Linked DNA regions of Mus musculus: region 2 is linked to region 1. A link is a contact called in public Hi-C data. All regions are on one chromosome and are shown on one strand. Each heading gives the region's core, a stretch centred on a gene start, on an enhancer-like site or on the middle of the called end of the contact. The rest is flanking DNA. Distances are from core to core; before and after follow the strand shown.

Region 1 (3,296 bases), core at 575-3,074:
ATTCCCCACAAACCCTGTTTTGAGAATGGGGTCTCACTGTGTATCCCAGGCTGGTCTTAAACTTACTGCCTTAGCCTTCCCATTTGTTGGTAAGATTATGTGTCTGCACTACCACACCCATCCTTTCAAGATGGCTTGAAGCTGTATGGGTTTGTGAAATGGAAGGATCTCACCTTTATAGAAAGAGGAGAGAAAGCAGATCTACTGTTTTAGTTATGACGAATCACAGGGATTTGTCCATGTTGAAAACACAGCAAGTTTTTCTAGTGTCAGAATTACTTATGTAAAACTAAGAATTGTTCTGTGATATACAGCATTCTGGTCACTTGCTGCATTCAAGTGATTTATCCATGTCTAAATGCAATCCTGGAAAATCACCAAGTCTTAGGACAGTTTTCCTTTAGAGAAATGAGACATTTCCTTCATTGCTAAAGACTTCTAATTTATATTTTATGAAGACATGTTATAGAGCTTCATTAAGATACTATTACTAGATGAAAAGAAGGATGCTTTTATTACAGGTTAACTATAATAAATCAAGTATTTCCTTTATCAGTTGTAGTCAGAAGATAGTCTCTGTCCTTGTAAGAGAAACCTGCTGTATTCTGGTGTTGAAGTGTATCGCAACACCTCTATCTCACCATTTTTTTTAATTACTACTTTTTTTTATTACTTTACATTTTTAGAGTTTCTTTCTGCTACAGTCTCACCAGTATTTGTTCTTTTCTTAAAGATTTATTAATTACTTTATTTTTATATGTATGAGAGTTTTGCGTACATGTATAGATGTGTGCCATAGGCATGCCTCATATTCATAGAGATCAATGAGGGCATTGATCCTCTGAAACTGGAGTAACAGATGGTTGTGAGCTGCCATGTGGTGCTGGGAATTCAGCCCAGGTTCTCTGCAAGAGCAGTAAATGCTCTTCACACTGAGCCATGGCTCCAGCCCCTGTTGTTTTTCTCTTAATGACTGCTATTCTCTTTGGGTTGAGATCTCAATGTTGTTTTAATTTCCACTTCTATGATGGTTAGTAAGACCACATCCCCATTTCATAGGTTTTATTTATTTATTTTTTCTACTGCATTGGAGTGACCCTGGAGACATGTGCTTCTCTCCGTTCTCCACCCTTCCTTCATCTAGCAGCCCCTGCGCATAGCTTTCTCCTACAGACCCTTCTTGCTTTGTTTATTTCTGACTTCAGTAACTTTCCTGGCTGAAATATGGCTGCCTTTGTTCTTTGTCAACCGAAACTTGAATAATCAGAAAAACTACAACTAACATGTTGCTTTGACAAATTGATTATTAATTTTGCTGCCTTCCTCCTCCCATCCCCCGTTAGCTTCCTACAAGCACTGGCTAGAGCTTTTTAGCTTTCCACTTGAGTAGTAGACTATTTGTATTTTATATTTAATGTTTCTCAAAAGCATTTTCTTATATCTATTTTTGAAGGGTTTTATATTTTCATTGCTGTTTTAAAGCATTAAAATTTTTCATTCATTTCAGTTTTTCTCCATGTTAGCCTCTGTATTTCTGAGCTTGCTTTTCTTTATTGTTAGATTCATTGTTTAGATCTGTCACCTGAGAATGGAAACTATCCTTCATACCGTAAAAGACATGTTTTTCTTTTGTTAATTGGGCATTTCAGAGCTGTTTGACAATAGATAGTTTTATTCAGCTTTTTTTCATAAATTCCACAGGAAAGTGCCTGATTTCCACGGTTTATGGAGGTGTGGACTTGTGCACGGTCTTTCAGGCACTGTTGTATGGGAGTGAGGCACTAACCCTGCCTAGGACCATCCTCTGTGTGCAGGTTTGACTGCTCCGGGTGCTCTGGCTCATGTCTGTGTGTGGAGTCAGCAAAAGACTCATTGTTGAACAATGAACTCAGAACTCAAGAAACATTGGTGTGGTTTTCCCCCCCCCTCATTTAGCATTCTGTGGTTATTTCTCCTGATTTTTTTGGCAAGTGTTGTTTGTGTGTGTCAAACTATGCCACATCAGCCTTAAATTTCTGCTTTGTATAATTCAGCTAGGAATTAGAAAGAAGTATTTATAATCAACTTGTATTCTCTATTTTCCAAACCTAGATTTACTTGTATGATCTCATTTTAATCCCAGCAGCGTTCCCAGGGCCTGCTCTCCTGTTTTGTGCATGGGAGTGATCCAGGTCACGGTCTGGGCAGGCAGGGACCTGGTGCGCAGATCTGCATCTGCTACTTTTTACTTTTGCCTGTGGCTTGTTCCGAAGTGAGTTCTGTCCTTATCACAATGCGCTAACAGTGCGCACTTCCCTGTAGAAGTCAGGAAGAGGAAGTCCCCAGAGTCAGCTGCTCATGGTGGGAGAACCATCCTGGTATGGCTGAATAGGAAATAAAGAGTACTGGCTGCTGAGGCTCTCCTCTGCACAGCAGCTGGGAAAGGTGGTAGGAGGCTGACTGACATCTGATTGGGGACTGCTTTTTTTTTTTTTTTTTTACTTTAACAAATTGCAGGGAAATTAACTTATAAAGAGAAATGGTTTATTGTGACCCATGGTTTTAGAGGGTTCTACTCTATTCTCTTTGTTTCTTTATTGGCTCTGGTGAAGTAGTGTTTCCTGGTGGGAACATGTGTCAGAGGAAAAACACTCAACTCAGACAGAAGGCAAAGGAGAAGAACGGGATTAGTTCATAATGTCCATCATTAAACACATTGCGGGAAGTAGTAACAACTTAGTTGCAGGATATGCTGTAGGAAATAGCTGAGGGATCAAAGCAACAACATGGATGCAGATTGTATTTGAGAATGTATTCCAGTCTAGTAGTGTTTACACTGACCTTGCTGTTTAAGTAACTGAACAGCAGTCTGATCATATACTCTATACACCGGAAGTTGGCATGCTTTTTTTTTTTTTTTTAAAAACTTTTGGAAAGGGACCAAAACATTTTTAGAGTCACTTACCTAACTTCTGTCCATGAGTCCATCTGTCTGTCTATCCTTCCTTCCTTCCTTCCTTCCTTCCTTCCTTCCTTCCTTCCTTCCTTCCTTCCTTCCTTCCCTCCCTTCTTCCTTTCTCCCTCCCCTCCCTCTTTTCCTTCCCTCCTCCTTCCTTTTCTTCCAAACCTAACAGCTGTCCCCCCACCAGCCCATACCAATTCTGCTTATTTTCTAAAAAGCTGATTTTCTAAAAAAGTAATATGATTACTATTATTCATAGGAGAAACAACACTGTGACCCGTATTATTATGTTAGGGTTCTAGTGTTCCCTGTTTCCTAGTATTTTTAATATTTTATATTGTTATAATCATTTGAA
Region 2 (3,296 bases), core at 516-3,015, 300 kb after region 1:
CAGTTAACTTTAAGTAAAAGTTAAGTGACAGAGACATTTAGAGATAAGAGAAAACAAGTTTTGTTTTTGCTAACTTCTGACTAATTTGTACTATTCAGATCTTATACCAAAAAAATGCAAAGTAGCTCTGAGATATTGTAGTTATTACATCATTTTATACATAGAGTAGTTTTTAAAGAAGCTACCATTTTGTTGACTACTGACTATTAGATAGAATACAGCTTACCTGAGCAAGGTATCTATAGCTTTAAACATTTATGTTCTCTGCATGAACTACCATATAGACAACTTTTATCTCTGAAATCCTTTGACAATTCCTGTTCTTCCAGTAATCCAGTTGTGATACAGGAAGTGTTTTGATTTGAACATTGGCTATAAGGACATGCTGTTCTCTGGAGACAAAAAAGGATCATGTAATGAATGCTTTGGGGGATTATGATATACATCAGTATAGAGCTTGCTGATATTTAAGTAAAAACAAAAATCATGTCTTACTTGAGTGGGTAAATAGATATTTCTGGTTTTTAATGTTTCTAATACTAATTGGCATTTGAGTCAAAGAAAATAGTTCAAAACTAGGAAATAATATATTTCTAAACATATCAAATACTAATACCAGCAACTCACTTCTGCAAAACAAAATCGTGGGAAAAAAGATTAGAAGGCATTCCAGCCAGATGCAGGAGTGTATACCTATGTCCCAGATACTCTGGAGTCAGAGGCCAAAGGATCTCATGAGCCCAGGAGTTTGGCACCAGCCAGAGCACTAAACCAAGACCTGTATAAAAGTTTCTTTTTTCAGGGGACTGGGAGAATGGCTCAGTCCATAAAGTACTAGCAAGAAGCCCTGAGTTCGATCCCTATTAAAAGCTCTGCGTTGTGACCTGTGCTTGTGATCCCAGCTGAAAGGGCCGATGCACGGGATGCTCAGGCGTAGGCCAGCTGGCCTCGTCCAACTGTGAGCTTCAGGCCACTGGAGAGATCCTTTCTCAAAAAGGTGGATGCCATTCCTTAGAATGACATCTTCCTTTGACCACCACAAGCACAAGCACTGACACATGTACTTACATCCACATATACTCACACACACTTACACACTCACACACTCACGCACACACACTCACGCACTCACGCACACACACTTCTTTTTTTTTTTTTTTTTTTTTTTAGAAAAATGTAGTCTAAAGTCCCCAAAGCCAGTAGCTTGAAAGCCACATAGCCTGTAGTCATAGCTACATTACTTTTGATAGTGAGTGATGGCTGTTTATAAATGATTGCATTGAATTCTTTTATTTAAAATTACTCTTTTTTCATAGGTAAACTAGCATGTTAAATACTTTTCTATTATTAATGATCGGTTTGGAGGTTAATCTGAATGTTGTTTCCTATTTGGAAACTCGGGTGTTACTCAGCAGTTGCAATTGAAGTTGAGGAAAAGTGTACAATGAACAGGCATTTGTTCCTAAAAACTTATCAGAGGGAATTAAATGAGCATCAGAAAGGACGTAACAGGGTTAGAAATCAGTGTTTGTTCCGAGTAGCCAAGGATGTTACAGACCAAGCCTGCTATAGGGAAGGACCTACAAGGATTTTCTAAATTGAGGTATTTGTCATTTGGATTGGTGTTTTCATACTTTTGTTGTTCTGTGTTATACAATCTCTGTTTCATAAAAATAGCCATGTATGGAGGCTATCATACTGTGGCACTGAGAAATGTGACTAAAAAGTGGTCATTCTCAGTCCTGCCCCTTTTTGTTGGTAGTGGTGTGAGTCACCAGTAGAAACCCCCTGTGCCACTGAGTCAGACATCGTCAGAGTCGGGTACACTCAGAAGTCTGAGAGGCTCTACCAACAACACAGGTTTTTGCTGGTTGGTTGGTTGGTTTTGGTTTTGGGGGGGCAGTGAGTTATTGTTGGGAGATTTCTTTAAAAAAACAAAAACAAAAACCATGAAGCTAACTTTTCCTTTGAGAAGTCACATCTAGGGAAAGCGCTAGGATCAGCAGTATGCACCGAAGGAGGGAGGGAGGGAGGGGGAGAGGAGGGGAGAGGAGGGGAGAGAAGGGGAGAGGAGGGGAGGGGTAGGACTGCACTCCACAGCATCCTTACATGTTGCTTTAATATGTATCTGTTTGTGCAGCTAACATTTCCATCCTTGTTCATGCTTTACAGTGGAGGCTCTGGCTTACTGACTGAGTTGTAATTGCAACACAATTTTAAGCAGGTTATTGGAGAGTATTCTGCAGTGTCACACAGTAGGAGCCAAAGATTCCAATCCTGGCTTTAGATTTTGTCCCCTGCTGCTGCCCAGTCTATGAGAAAGTTGACAAAGTCCACGAACTTTCTAGTTTACTCAGCTGTTAAACACACAGTTTCAAAATAATGTCCCTTTCTTGAAGTTTTAATTAACAAAGCATCTAAAATGAACTCTGCAAAGCTAGAAAATCTATACACATCATTACTGCATTTGTTAATGTGCCTATTCTCTGTCCTGGAAATGGGTAACATTTACACAAACTTTGTCTACCTCAGAGAATGTTGAAACAGTTTCTGGGGATGCTTTGCCTCCACTAAAACTAACAAGAGATTTTATTTTAAAAACTTGACTTAACCCCCAAATGAAATGCTAAAGCAACACTACATATTAGCAGGGGGCTTGGGCTCAGCTCTGATGGGCAGCAGCAGAGTCTCTGTTCAGATTTGCCCCTGTTGCGGCCCACTAAGGAGCTCCCTCTGATTTACAAGATATAAATATATGTGGTAACATATGTGGGAAAAAAAGGAAAGTGCTGAGTATGGAGATTTCACGACTTGATTGGAAGCAGAATGATAATTTTATTTTTCTGGAAGTCTAGTTGGTGCATCCTATCAAAGCCCTCTTTGTCCCTTTTCCAAGTTTGTTCTTGAAAACCATCTTTCATCCTGCTCCCCCATCAGATTGTAGGTGAGGAAGACACAGTCCCGCCCTTGAAAAGCGTATGGCATAATGGAAACTTAACACAGTTACATGGCTAGCTCTGCAATGGCAATGGGCAAGGCCAGGGCCCAGGAGGTCGGACAGTGTGGGACGCCATTCTGGTTATGCCTAAGATTCTGCATGTGTCACGGCTTCTGTGGTCCCTCATGCCATTGCTTTGATCCAAACCTCAATCGGTGCTTGTGGCTCCAATTGTCATGTACCCAGCATTCTGAGTTAGCCAAAAACATGTCTTAAGATGTGTTTATTGCTGAGCAGTGGTGTCAAATGTCTCTAATCCCTGCACTTGGGAATGAAGCAGAGTCAGGTGGATCTCTGT

Evidence for each region. A called contact is a pair of places that touch in the nucleus more often than the background predicts.
Region 2: a contact with region 1 is called in a Hi-C map of tail fibroblasts, with 5 times the contacts expected there. The contact joins two enhancer-like sites. A contact is called at or near these places in 1 of 15 datasets of contacts at CTCF or cohesin (the NIH/3T3 cell line), 5 of 484 Hi-C or Micro-C datasets (cortical neurons, embryonic fibroblasts, muscle stem cells and 1 more), 2 of 115 datasets of contacts at active chromatin or transcription factors (the NIH/3T3 cell line and neural progenitor cells) and 1 of 9 other capture datasets (liver).

Annotation. Positions count from the first base shown.
Region 1 is chr5:31,756,632-31,759,927 of GRCm38.p6, forward strand. All of the region lies in intron 3 of Babam2 (BRISC and BRCA1 A complex member 2), which reads left to right. Among named protein-coding and RNA genes, the nearest start is that of Babam2, 60 kb to the left of the region's middle. Within about 2 kb of position 1,825, at least 50 of the 459 cell types and tissues checked have an H3K27ac peak or open chromatin away from gene starts, as enhancers often do. A contact at or near this core is called in the NIH/3T3 cell line, embryonic fibroblasts, muscle stem cells and 1 more, where this site is marked.
Region 2 is chr5:32,054,081-32,057,376 of GRCm38.p6, forward strand. The region is part of intron 10 of Babam2 (BRISC and BRCA1 A complex member 2); the gene reads left to right. Among named protein-coding and RNA genes, the nearest start is that of Gm40277, 35 kb to the right of the region's middle. Within about 2 kb of position 1,766, at least 30 of the 459 cell types and tissues checked have an H3K27ac peak or open chromatin away from gene starts, as enhancers often do. A contact at or near this core is called in the NIH/3T3 cell line, embryonic fibroblasts, muscle stem cells and 1 more, where this site is marked.